2 separate regions of the Mus musculus genome follow, and region 1 is linked to region 2. The links are chromatin contacts, called in public promoter capture Hi-C maps. All regions are on one chromosome and are shown on one strand. Each heading gives the region's core, a stretch centred on a gene start, on an enhancer-like site or on the middle of the called end of the contact. The rest is flanking DNA. Distances are from core to core; before and after follow the strand shown. Region 1 holds the start of Alox5ap (arachidonate 5-lipoxygenase activating protein). Region 2 has its middle 65 kb from the start of Ubl3.

What was found. Promoter capture Hi-C pulls out the DNA fragments that hold promoters and counts their contacts.
Region 1: a contact with region 2 is called in a promoter capture Hi-C map of the C10 cell line, with 5 times the contacts expected there. The contact joins the promoter of Alox5ap here to the enhancer-like site in region 2. A contact is called at or near these places in 4 of 39 promoter capture datasets (the C10 cell line, liver and neutrophils), 2 of 115 datasets of contacts at active chromatin or transcription factors (microglia and pancreatic cancer cells) and 1 of 9 other capture datasets (adipose tissue).

Annotation. Positions count from the first base shown.
Region 1 is chr5:149,261,681-149,268,657 of GRCm38.p6, reverse strand. It overlaps Alox5ap (arachidonate 5-lipoxygenase activating protein), which reads right to left and starts at 3,654. Exons shown (of 5, transcript NM_009663.2): 1 at 3,476-3,654. The coding sequence starts at 3,545.
Region 2 is chr5:148,485,055-148,491,319 of GRCm38.p6, reverse strand. No RefSeq gene overlaps it. Among named protein-coding and RNA genes, the nearest start is that of Ubl3, 65 kb to the left of the region's middle. Within about 2 kb of position 1,804, at least 183 of the 459 cell types and tissues checked have an H3K27ac peak or open chromatin away from gene starts, as enhancers often do. A contact at or near this core is called in adipose tissue and neutrophils, where this site is marked.

The sequences.
Region 1 (6,977 bases), core at 2,405-4,904, 780 kb before region 2:
CCTTTCCCTGCTGTCTCCATATCCAGGACAGCTCTGCTTCATCCATCTTCCTCCAGTTACCTGTGAAAGTCATTCTTCCCATAGACAGATGCCCCTTGGGTGGAGTTGCTTTCCCAATAAATCAACCCTAAACCAGAAAATTTTGAGTAAAAAAAAAATACACTTAATACAATAACCGGCTCAATGCTGCAGCTTAGCCTGAACCTCCTTAAAGGTGCTCAGATACTTCCTGCAGTCTATGGTCAAGAGCAGAACTGTCTAACACAAAGCTTGTTTTGCAATATGTTCACAAACTTCACCGCGAGATTTACTAAAAGCAAATGGTGGGATGGTTTTATAGGCATCTTTCTTGCACCTTAATAAAACCGAAAAATCAATAGCGGGACCGCAGTCAGGGTATCTATTGCTGTGATGAAACACCGTGGCCAAAAGACACGTTAGGAAAGGAAAGGGTTAATTGGGCTTACACTTCCATATCACTGCTCATCATCAAAGGAAGTCAGGACTGGAGCTCAAACAGGGCATGAACCTGGAGGCAGGAGCTGATGCAGAGGCTATAGAGGGATGCTGCTTACTGGCTTGTTCCCTATGGCTTGCTCAGCCTGCTTTCTTCTAGAACCCAGGACCACTAGCCCAGGGTGGCCCCACCCACAGTGGGTGGGGCCTTCCCCCATCAATCACTAATTTAAAAAATGTCCTACAACCAGATCTTATGGAGGCATTTTCTCCATTGAGGTTCCCCCACTCTGATGACTCGAGCTTGTGTCAGGTTGACACAAAACTAGCCAGGACAGTTACGTTAGAGACAATGTGCATGGTTTTTCCAGGTTTGCCTCAGGACAAAGCTGTTGGTCCCTTGGCAGGAGAAAGCCTTAGCTTCTTGACAGCTGTGTGGGGAAAGCAACTGGTCTGTGATGACTCAGGACTGGGTTTCTTGGTTTCTCGGCCCTCCCAGATCTGCATCCTGCTGCCTCAGACTGGAAGAGGGTAATACATTCAGTCATCGTGATGACTAGAGTATTTGAGGGCAGAGGGGGAAGTCACATCAGGCGGGCTGGGCCCTGCCCATCCTCAGAAAACTCAGGGTCCCCAAGAGTGTAAAGCCACCACTGCACCTCCTTGTCTGGGACACAAAGAGTGTTCAATACTTGATAGCAAAGATAGGAATCTTCAACAGTTACAGAAGGACCTCGAGCATGGCCTCGGGTCTCACTGGGAGCTCGGGCTCCTCCCTGACAGGAGAGCATCGCTGATCCAAAGCCACTGTGCGAAGCCTTCCTGCAGGGCAGCAGCGGCTCTTGTCCTGATCACAGGTGGGAGGGCTCTGTGCCATCCCTGAACCCGTGATACTCTGGCTCCATTTTGTTCTACCCAACTCTTGGGGGTGCTGAGGAAGGGAGGGGACCTTTGCTCACACAACCTGGTCATTTGAGTGCCTAACACGAAAGGATCTCCAGTCTAACCAGGAGCCTTGCCACTTCCCCCTGATCTGTTTCTGAAATGAGAGGACAATGGTGAAAGTGAATTTGAACTTCCTGTTAAAGCCGGTTCCAACTGCACTGGCAGGGGCGAGGGCATGGCCCACTGTGCACCGATGCCAGTCAGATACAGTGCGGGGTACAGAGGAGCAGGAGAGAGGGGAGCTCCTACCAGGGCTGAGCAAGCACTATCCCTGCCCTGCCCAGACTAGGGGTTTCCACTGCTACCGTTCCTGGAGGACAGCCTTGCTTAGCATCCCACCATCAGTTCACAGAGCCAAGAGAGCCCTGCATGAGAGAGACAGCGGTGGCTTGAGGAACTGGTGACTTAAGGAAGCCACTTGTTCCCTCTCGGGCTTGCAAGCTGATTAAGTGTGATGTAGCATGAAAAGGGTTGGGTCTGAGCACTCCACACTGTTGCTGCATAGAGAAAAACATGCTTATGGTGTGCCAAACCTGGTCTCTCTGATTTGGGAGGCCAAAGGGGAAGCCTTGCTCTGTGCCCAGTCAAAGAAATCCTAGCATCTCCACAGTCAAGATCACCATAGCATCCCAAGGTGGCTGCGTATCCAAATCCCAAGTGTAACAGTACAGAGTCGTGAGAAATTACCAGGAAGCCATGGATGCTGCCCTGAGTAATGACTCCCCAATTTTTCTTAATAAATTGGAAAACACAAAGCCACTGGTGTCCTTACCCAAAAAAAAGTCAGCCTGAAACATTCCAGGCAGAACTTTAAGGTGACAGCCCTACACAGATCTGTGTCCTGCTTAGTTCTTTAACTCTTAATTATTTATCTTAAACTATAGATAGATGATAGATAGATAGATAGATAGATAGATAGATAGATAGATAGATAGATAGATAGAAAAACAGACGTGCGTGTGTGTGTGCGTGCGTGCATGCGTGAGAGTGTGTGTGTGTGTGTGTGTGTGTGTGTGTGTGTGTGTTTAATGGCAATACTAAGAAATAGGAACATTTCCCCAGACAGACAGATGATAGATAATAGATAAATACATAGACAGACAGACAGATAATAGATAGGACTTATATATAAATAGATGATAGGTAAATAGATAGATGTGAGTCGTGAGGATCATGAACCCTTTGGGGGTCAAATGACCCTTTCACAGAATTCACCTCAGATCATTAGAAAGCACAGGTATTTATTTATATTACAATCTTTAACAGCAGCAAAATGACAGTTATGGAGTAGCAACAAAAATAATTTATGCTTGGGCGTCACCACAACCTGAGATACTGTGTCAAAGGGCTAGGAAGGTTGAGATAGATAGATGGATAGAACATGACTGACTGACTGACAGACAGACAGACAGACAGACAGACAGACAGACAGACAGACGTGTGTGTGTGTGTGTGTGTGTGTGTGTGTGTGTGTGTGTGTGTGTGTGTGTAAAGCTGTACACCAAAAGGCTGGGGCATAGATGTGTAGTAGAGAATATACAGAAGGTATGCAGGGCCCTGAGTTCTATCCCCAGGACCACAAAACAAAACAAAACTAAAAATAGCCTTACGCATTGTTCTTTGATGTTTCTTCAAAAGAACTTATTTAAGTACAGAAGTAAAAAGATGATAAAGACTTTCTCCTTTATAGCTCGCAAGACTACCCCTTGCCTGACACAGACGACAGACGACCTGGGTCCTGCTGCAAATTGGCTCATTCAGGCGGGTGTCCAAGGGAGCACAGACCCCCACACTCTCTCCAGGCTGGCCCTCCTCTTCCACCCTTCATGCCCTTGCTCCACCAAGACACTTGGGCCAAGTTTCTCACCAGCCCTTCAGGTTGCTCTCCATCCTCTGCAAACACACCTGACATCATCCTTCAAGTGAGAGAAGGAAACCCCAAACTCACACAGAACAGGACCCACCCCTGCACACTCACGTACACAGCAATAAATACAGACGTGTGCATAGTGCACACAGAATGGTGTGTGCCTGGCTTCCAGCACCCCTGCTCTCCCTGAGGAAGGGCCCTTACCATTCTGGACCACGCTGATGAGGGTGACAAGGGCCAGGAGCACAACGTTGCCCACAGCCTCTTGATCCATGCTTGCTTCAGGCCCGCCAGAGACAACCAGGCTGGTGCTAGCACCTCAGCCTTCCTGCGCAGAAAGGGGAAGTGCCAGGCTGTGCTCTGCCTTTTACCATCAGTTTCCAAAGGTCCCCAGCACAGCCACTCAGTGCTCCTGCTCCTCCCCTTGTCCCCCTCTTCTTCCTCCCCCTCCTTTTGTTCCTGCTCCTCCCCTCTTCCTGCTCCTCCCTTTCCCCTTGCTCCTTCCCTCTTCCTCTTGCACTACCCTCTCCCCTTGCTCCCCCTCCTTTTTTGCTCCTCTCCCTCCTCCACCTGCTCCTCCTCCTATTGCCCCTTCCCTCCTCCTCTTGCTCTACCTCCTCACTTTGCTCCTACTTCTCCTCTTGCTCCTTTTCCCTCCCCTTCTTCTTTCATCTCCCTTCCCCTTTCTTCTCTTTCTCTCCTTCCTTCCCTTACTCCTCCACCTCTTGCTCCTCCCATTCCTACCCTTGCTCCTCCTCCTTCTTCTGCCTTTAGTTTTCATTCTTCCTCTTCTAATTGTTATTCAACAAAGTTGCAGGACCTGTGGTTTTGAGTTACCTTCCAGGAGTCACAGAGTCAGAGGGAGAGGGAAGTGCAGCGTATTCTTTGATGTTGCTTACTATGGGCAGCCTCGCTAGGAGCATAAGCATGAAATCTGGACCCTGCACAGCACGAGGAGCCCGGAGCCACTACCACTTCTTACACTGGCAAAAATAAAGAAAAGGGAAAATGAGATTTAAAAAAAGAAGAAAAAGAAAAGGAAATAAAATGAATACAGCACCAAAAAGACGTGCGTCCTGAGTATGCCCTTGGTTCTTTGAATTCCTCCTGGTAAATAAATGTCATTTGACACATTGTACAGTGCAGAATAGCAGCCACATAGGCTGGGGTGAATGGATGGATGGGTGAATGGATAGATGGGTGAATGGGTGAATGGATGAATGGATGGATGGATGAATGGATGGATGGGTGATTAGATGGATGGGTGAATGGATGGATGGATGAGTGGATGGATGGGTGAGTGGATGGATAGGTGAGTGGATGGATGGGTGAAGGAAAGAAGGAGTGAATGAATGATAAGACAACCAGTGGCTCCTTTCCTGCAATAAAATAAAACTATGGGACTTGGGAGACAGCTTCATTGGAAAGTGTTTTCCATGCAAGCTTGAGGACCTGAGTTCAGTCCCCACATCACCTAAGAAGCCACGTGTGGTAGAATGTGTGTAACCCCAATATTACAGGAAGAGGGGCAGGAGCATCCTCAGGCTCACTGGCCAGCCACCCTAGCTTAATGGAGAGTCCCAGGCAGGGAAAGACCCTGCTTCAAGAGATAAAGTGGATGGCACTTGAGGAACTAGAACCAAGGTTTGCCTCTGCCCTCCACAGACACATACATGTGCATACACGCACGTGCACGCACAAAAAAAGTCAATAAAATAAATGTTAAACTTCAGCTAAAGATTAAAACTAAACCAAAGAATACATCAAAAGTCAGAAACAGGGAGGCTGGAGAGGTGGCTCAGCAGTTAAGAGCACTGACTGTTCTTTCAGAGGCCCTGGGTTTAAGTCCCAGCACCGGAATGACAGCTCATAAGTGTCTGTAATTCTAGTTCCAGAGGATCTGACAAACAAATGTGCAGGCAAGACACTGATGCACATAAAATAAATCATTTTTAAAAAGGAAAAAAATTAGAGAAAAAAAAAAAGAGTCATAACAGCATTAACCAGATAACCCCCAAGAGACTACCCAGAGAGGACTCTCAAACACCTCAGCTGGCTTCCCTGAATTTATCTCCAGCCTGATGAGAAGAGAGTAGTCCCCACTGTGACAGGAAGAATGGGGAGATTGTATCCTCTATGGCATGGAAGCTGCTCCCATGTGTGGTCATCTAAAGAAGAACTGAACAATGACCCCCATTGACATGCCAACATGTCTGGGGGAATCTCACTAGACCCCACCCCTAGGTGAAGACAGGCAATGGAGAGTGGGACGGATGAGCCCCCAACATGTAGCAGATAGATAGATAGATAGATAGATAGATAGATAGATAGATAGACAGATATATATATGTATATATATATATATACACATGTATATATACACACACACATATATGCACACATATACATATATCATATAAACATATATATCACACATATATAGCATATATATCACACATATCACACACATATATACATACACACATATATACACATATATTATATATACATATATATTGTACATATATAGCATATATCACACACATATACACACATATATATACAACATTAAATGAACTCACCAGGTTATATTTATGTATTTATATGTATGTGTGTATAAGTGTGAATGCACATAACAGTAATAATTACAGAGAAGGAGGCTATGAACTTGAGAAGGGGCTACACAGGAGGAATTATGGGGAGGGGGAGGAGGAAGGATGTAAATCCAGTACTCCTGTATGAGTTATGTATGTGATAAGCGACGTCTTGCCACTCAACAGGACAGCTTTCTGTGTAAATAGCAAGCCTTCAGAATCTGTGCAGAGATACAACTTTTGTCCCCTGTCCCAGATATTCAAGAAGTGCTCTCATGAAAAAGGACACAGCACAGGCCACTGTCATTGTCGGCAGCAGGGAGCCACATCGTCGGGGTGGGACAGGCCTGGGTGGAGAAGAGACCATTGGCCCACATCTACAGTGGCAGAAGCCAGCTTGAGTGTCCTCAGTTAATCCTGAGGTGTGTTCGCAGAGGTGCTGTGCAGGGCTTGGATGCACATGAGCCAGCGGTATACGGCTCGGTAAGAAAAGATTAAATGTGGGAATCAATTTGCACAGAGGTCAAAGAACCCCACGATCTGCCATATGCCAACCGAAGACCCAGGAAAGCTGGTGGTGTGCTGCAGTCACAGCCCAGTGGCCTGACGTTGGGGACACCAATGGTCCAAGGCCAAGACTGAGTCCCAAAGCCAGAGAACCAGCTGTTCATCTCCAGGGACAGACGTCCTGGCACTGCTTGTGTACAGTTCCTGAAGAGGCCAGCAGAGGGCGTCAGATTCCCTGGACCTCAATAGATTGGATCTCAACTAAATTAGTGAAGGCAGTACTTCTTCACCTAATCCCATGATTCAGTGGGCTCTCCTCACTGACTCACCTAGAAACAATGTTTCTATCAACTCTCCTGTACAGTAAGCCAGGGAGGGCGCTTATACATAAATTAGCAATCACAGAGTGACAACACACTTGGTTATGGGCTCAACACCAGCAAGATTTGTGTGTGTGTCAGGATTAAGACCCCAGAGGGCAAACCTGAGCAGCCATAAAGATAAAGTGTTAGCCACGGACTGGAGAGATAGCTCAGAGGTTAAGAGCACTGGCTGCCCTTCCAGAGGACCCAAGTTCAGTTCCCAGTACTCACGTGGCGGCTCAC
Region 2 (6,265 bases), core at 555-3,054:
GGGGGCTGTTATCCTTCCTGTCACACCGCTGCTCCTCCTCAGAGCCGGCCTGTGCTTTATGGATGGAATAAACAGCTTACATATGTTCAGATACTGGTTTGTCTACCGAGCCCTTCTACCCACAGCGAAGGCCGACTGGTGACAGAGCAGAGAAAGAGTTGAGGGTAAGGTCCAAAGGCAGCGGCTGATCAGGCTCAGGGGACAGAGTATAGGCCACGATGGGCTCAGTAGAGACCCTGCCAGTCAGCGCCAAGGGACAGAGGCTCCTGAAGCCTCCAGGATGATGGATGGACTTGGTAAAATAATTCCGTCATTGCGTGAAATCAGGCCCCGCCCCTTTCTTCAAAAGACACAAAGATAGAGGCTTCCCAGACCTTCAGTCAAAGTTCCGTGGGAAGTTCACCAGTGGCCTCTCTCAGGATGCCTCCCACAACTGGGCCACATCTTGGCCCCCACTCTAAAGCTGAGAGATTTGTCCCAAATGTAAGAAAATTGGGCATGATTATGTTGATCCTATAATTTTACAAGCTTTTTTTTTCTGTAGCAAATTTCTCAGGAACTTATTTTTCATGGTATATCACATCTTTTTTTTTTTTTTTTTTTTTTCTAGTAGCCTAGGCAAGGTCAGCTTTCTAAAGAAAAAAGATTTACCATGTTCACAGTCCCACAGACTCAATGGCATGGTCCCTGACATTGGCTGGGCATCAGCCAATGACAGAAGTACAAAGGAAGGCGGGGAGGGAGGGGGGAGGGAGGGGGAAAGAAGAACAAATGATGCCCCCCTCTCACCTCTGAGGGTGCACATACCTGTAACACAACATAAACACGGGCAAATGCTTATACAAATAAAGTTTAAAGAGAAGTTATTTTTCATTTAGTTAATTTACTTTACCATGCGGGGCTTGACCCCTTGTATTTAGCTGTGTCCCTGAGCTTGCCGGCTTCCTACTTATTACTGGGATGCATTCGTTTAAGCAAATGGCGACCTTGACTGCACCTCGTCTTATATACATGAGCATCTCGAGTAGATTAGGGCATTCTGCACAGTACGAGAAGAACGCTGTCAAATTCAGGAGCTACTCCCTGGAAAGGAAACCACGGGCCACCACCCCTGCTGTCGCAGCTGAGTTTGTGCTGGTTCTCTGTCACACAGCCGTGGCTTTGCTAGGGCCCCATATAAAGAGCTTCCACGTGGGCACCTTCAATACAGAGATTGTTGCCTTTGGACACTGGAGGCAAGAAGTCTGCAGTGCTCGTTTCTTCTGAGAGCCGCTAAAGAGGCTCTGCACTGGGCTTTCCTCCAAGCCCTGAGGCTAGCTGGCAGACTCTCACAGACACATGGCGCTTGCTGCTCTCCCTTCACGGTCAAACTGCGTCTCCCTGCCTGTGTCCAAATCTCTTTTTATGACACCAGTCATACTGGGTTGGGATTTACTGTGAAGTCATAGTGACTAATTACACCTTCAGTGACCCTCTTTTCAAGTGAGGGCCCGTTGGAGGTACTGGGGGTTAAGATGTCAACATATCAGCCTAAGAGCATAGGACACACTTCAGTCCTTAACACCCACGGTATCAGTTTCTGTTACCGTAATAAAATACCCTGACCACAAGTAACTTAGAGATGAGAGCATCTCTTTTGGCTTAAGTTCCAGAGGACTAAAAGTCCATTATGGTAGAAGCATGAAGGAGCAAGGAGTCAAGAGATCACACCTCCACCGCAAGCAAACTCAAGAAGCAGAGAGAGAACTGGAGGCGGGCGGGGCTATGAAATTGCAAAGCGCACCCCCTTATAGTGACGCACTTCCTCCAGCAAGGCCACACCTCCCGAAGGTTCCATTCACCCTTCCCCACCCTTCAAATCTCCACCAACCAGGGAACTGAGCCTTTGGGGGGGGGGGGCATTTTTCACTCCAGCCAACACACCTACAGGCGTTTGCTAGATGCTGAGAGACAGCAGGAGGTGAGCAGTCCATTTGCTACTCCAGCTGGGGGAACCTGCGTCTGTGTGTACAGTGAGCAGGAAAGCAGACATGCGAGCGAGGTTTTACAGGAACACAAGGAGTGACTCTCAGGGAAATGGCACTTCAAGGCTGCATAAATAATCACAACCTTTACGTTGTGTCTAAGGGAGACTTGATTAAGACTCAGTTAAAACTCAGGTGCCTGGGGTGTAAAATTATGTGGTCAGAGAGAAAGGGGAAGTCTTACACACTGTTGGGGAGAATGTGGACCGCTGATGCTATCTCCAAGGAAATTAGTATGGGAGTTTTTCAAAAGGGCTAAAAATAGAACTATTATATGACCCAGCTCTAACACTCCTAGGCATTTATCCAAAGTACCCCATGCCAACACACTACAGAGACCCCTGCTGCCGCAGTCACAATTGCTAAGAGATGGAACCAGCCTAATGCCCATCATCTGGAGAATGGATCAAACAAACAAACAAACAAACAAACAACAACAACAACAAAAAACAACAACTGGGGGTTATTCATCTGTAAAGAGGAATAAAATCATGACATTTACAGGAAAGTGGGAGGGAACGGCAGATATATACGTATTGGATCTATGTATATGTAATTTACATATATACATACATATAATGGCTGGGGAGATAGAACAATTGATCCATTACCTGCCATGCAAGCACGAGGACCTGAGTTCAGTCTTTAACACCCATGTAGAAGCTGACTGTAGCCACACATGCCAGTAATGCCAGCACTTGGGAGGCAGAGACCGGAGAATCCCTAGTTGTATGTCAACTTGACTCAAGCTACAGACATCAGGGAGGAGGGAGCCTCAACTGAGAAAATGCCTCCAGAAGAGCCCACCGTAAGCAGATAAACCTGTAATGCATTTTCTTAATTAGTGGTTTGGTGGGGTACCATTCCTTGGGCTGGTGGTCCTCGGTTCTATAAGAAAGCAGGCTGAGCAAGCCATGAGGAGCAAGTCAGTAAGCAGCACCCCACCCCCACCCATGGCCTCTGCATCAGCTCCTGCCTCCAGGTCCCTTTACTGCTCTGATTTTCCTCAGTAATGGACTGTTAACTGGAAGTTTAGGCAAAATAAACCCTTTTCTCCTCAAGTTGCTTTTGGTTGCAGCAATAGGCCCTAATTAAGACATTCTCCAAGGAGCCAGGCTTGCCAAATTCATAAGCTTCGGGTTCAAGGAGAGACCCTATTTCAAAAACTAAGGTGGAAAAAAAAAAAAAAAGTTGGGCGTGGTGGCACATGCCTTTAATCCCAGCACTTGGGAGGCAGAGGCAGGAGGATTTCTGAGTTCAAGGCCAGCCTGGTCTACAAAGTGAGTTCCAGGACAGCCAGGGCTATATGAGAAACCCAAAAAAAAAAAAAAACCAAAAAAAAAAAAACCAAAAAACTAAGGTGGAAAGGAATTGAGAAAGACACACAATAGTGGCCTCTGACCTCTACATGCAAGCATGTGTATACACACACACACTCGCACGTGTGCACACACACACACACACACACACACACACACAGGGGACTATTCAGACACGTAGGAAACACACACATACAGCCTCTAACACAGCAGTGTTCTTTTAAACATGCAGGACTTGCACCCAGACCAAAGTGAAATCCCTGTGTGTTAGTGCTTAACTCCCTAAGAGGCTGGAGACCAGGTTTATTGGCCTCTGTTTCGTTGGTTTTTGGCTATAATTCATGAAACGTACAAGACCTGGTCATCATTAGCATTTTATTGTGATATAGAATGGGTTTGGGTTGTTTTGAGTTAAAAAATCAACTCCCAGGCTAGAAAGGCTGACATAATTTATTTTAGGCTTTGAAAGATACATTAGTTGTGGCAGCCCCTCCAATTTGCCACTGCCTTTGAAAGCTTTGTTTTATGGCATTTTGGGAGCATACAACCAGTGTAATCTGTTTCCAAAGAATATATGCTTTAAACGTCTCCACATATGTTTAGCTGGTTGTTACCTGTAAATTTTAGGAGCAATTTAGCAGCAAGTAGTTTTTCTTTGAAGCCTTAAACAGAAACAAACCCAATAAACCGATAGTACACTTGCCCAACGGAACAAATCTGGAGTTGTATTTAAAACTCAATTTTAGGAAAGGGCCATCCAAAATACCTTACTGCGAGCTGAATATACAACTTTACAAATAGTAGGCATGGAAGATAATTCTTTCAAATATTTATGATACTCTTAAAAAGCTAAGGTTGCCAGGAAGCAGTGGACCATACCTTTAATCCCAGCACCCAGAAAGTAGAGACAGTGGGTCTCTGTGAGATCGAGGCCAGCCTGCTCTACAGACTGAGTTCCAGAACAGCCAGGACTACACAGAGAAACCCTGTCTTGAAAAAAACCAACCAACCAACCAATCAAACAAACAAACAAAAAATCTTGAGTTTGGTAGTTCTGAGCACAGAAAGCCATGGAGGGCTTTTACAGCCACACTGCTGTCTGTCCCTCTTCCGAAGTCCATTGGCTTCTCTGTAGGTGTAGAACCCACCACGAAGCTACCACTGATGACAACTCACTAAGATTCCCTGGCCACTGGCAGCGTCGGCAATGACAGTAGCTTTGATAGTGGTAACAGGAACTTGATCTCATTTACAAATGGGACACCTGCAACTGGACATCATTGTGTTTGCTGGAATAAGACTGTAGGGAAAGCCTCCACAGGTGTGTCCACAGTGTCTTTTTCTCCTCCTGGAGGACAGGAGTGAGAAAGGGAAAACTTTCTGCACTTGTGTTCCTCCAGAAGCAAGCGAGAAGGGAGGGGTCCCGGAATGGCGCTCCACTCGAGAGTTTGGAATCACTGTATGGCTGGTGCAGCACTGAGCTGGGCTTCTAAATCCTATCGCGGTCATGGCACAGCCCCAAACCACTCTGACCACTCTGACTTCAGAAAGTTCCGAGCTGGTGAGTGTGAAAGCGCAGTTCCCGTTGGTTCCTGTCATAAGAGAGGAAGACAAAGTGCAGAGGGCTTCGGTCACAGCCTCGTGAACTTCATGGGACTCAGCACTTGGTTCCCACAGCTGGTGGCTGTGGGAACTAGAGAAATCAGCAGACCATTCTTAGCTAAATGCCAGTACTGCCTGCAGTGTTGAGTAGCTATAGTGGTGGCCATGTGTCCTGTGACAGACGGGTCCTTCCCTCTCCCTACTCACCTCAGTTTGGATCGGAGTCCCTAACCCAGTCAGGAAAAGAGGCAGGTAAAAGGAATTGGGATGCAATTCAGCGTAGAGTGCTTGCCTACTATATGTGTGAAGCTTTGGCTTGATCCCGGCACCACACACTCATACACACCCCCTGGAAGGTTGGGGGAGATGGGCTTCGGACACTTGATTATTGTACTTGGATCAGCATGAGGTCATATCACATACAACATCATCACATAACAGATAGGGTGCCCCTGGGTCAGGTGGCCATCCAGTTATCAGGGCAAAACAGCAAGGTTGCCATGTTGTCAATTTCAGCTTATATTTATAACAAATCATGGATACTGATACTAATATTCTATACATAAAGAAGTTAGAAAAAAATCAGCAGAAACATCAGATGATCCCAGGAATTACAAATAAAGAACAAATAACAATAGTTATATTTTATTATTCAAATATCAAATTGTTAAAGACATGCACTAAGAATGAAGTGTTTGGGAGCTGAAGAGATCCCTTCACTGACTGCTCTTGCTGGGGACCCGGGTTCAATGGCCAGCACTCACATGGCGGCTCACAACCATCTGTAACTCCAGTTCCAGGGAATCTCATGCCCTCTTCTGACCTCCATGTGCACATGGTACACATATGTACATGCAGCAGCAAACCACTAATAAATATAAGATAAATACAAAATAAACTAATGATATGTTTGAAAAATAAAGGAATATGGCACAGAGTGCAAAGCACTTAATTACATACAAATGAAAATAGAAGAATAACTGTAGTCTTTTTCCAAGTCAAGCCTGAAGTGCCTCAAGTATGTTATGGTTCAGTCGTGAACATACAGTTATAACTATTGGAAGGGCTGGAAAACACCTTACACTCATAGAGAAGCTGTTAGGAACGAGTTCACCCCAGACATCGCCGAGCTTCATCTTCAAAGCATCCCATCTCCTGCCTTTACTCTGAAGATTCTCTTTACAGAACTTCCCCGGGCTTTGGTTGAGGGATCCGGGACTGCTCTCAAGCTGGCCTTGATGGCAAGCGAAATTTTGTGCATGTGGTGTGTGTGCACACTTGTGTATGCATGTGTGTGCACGTGCACGTGTGTATTTTAAA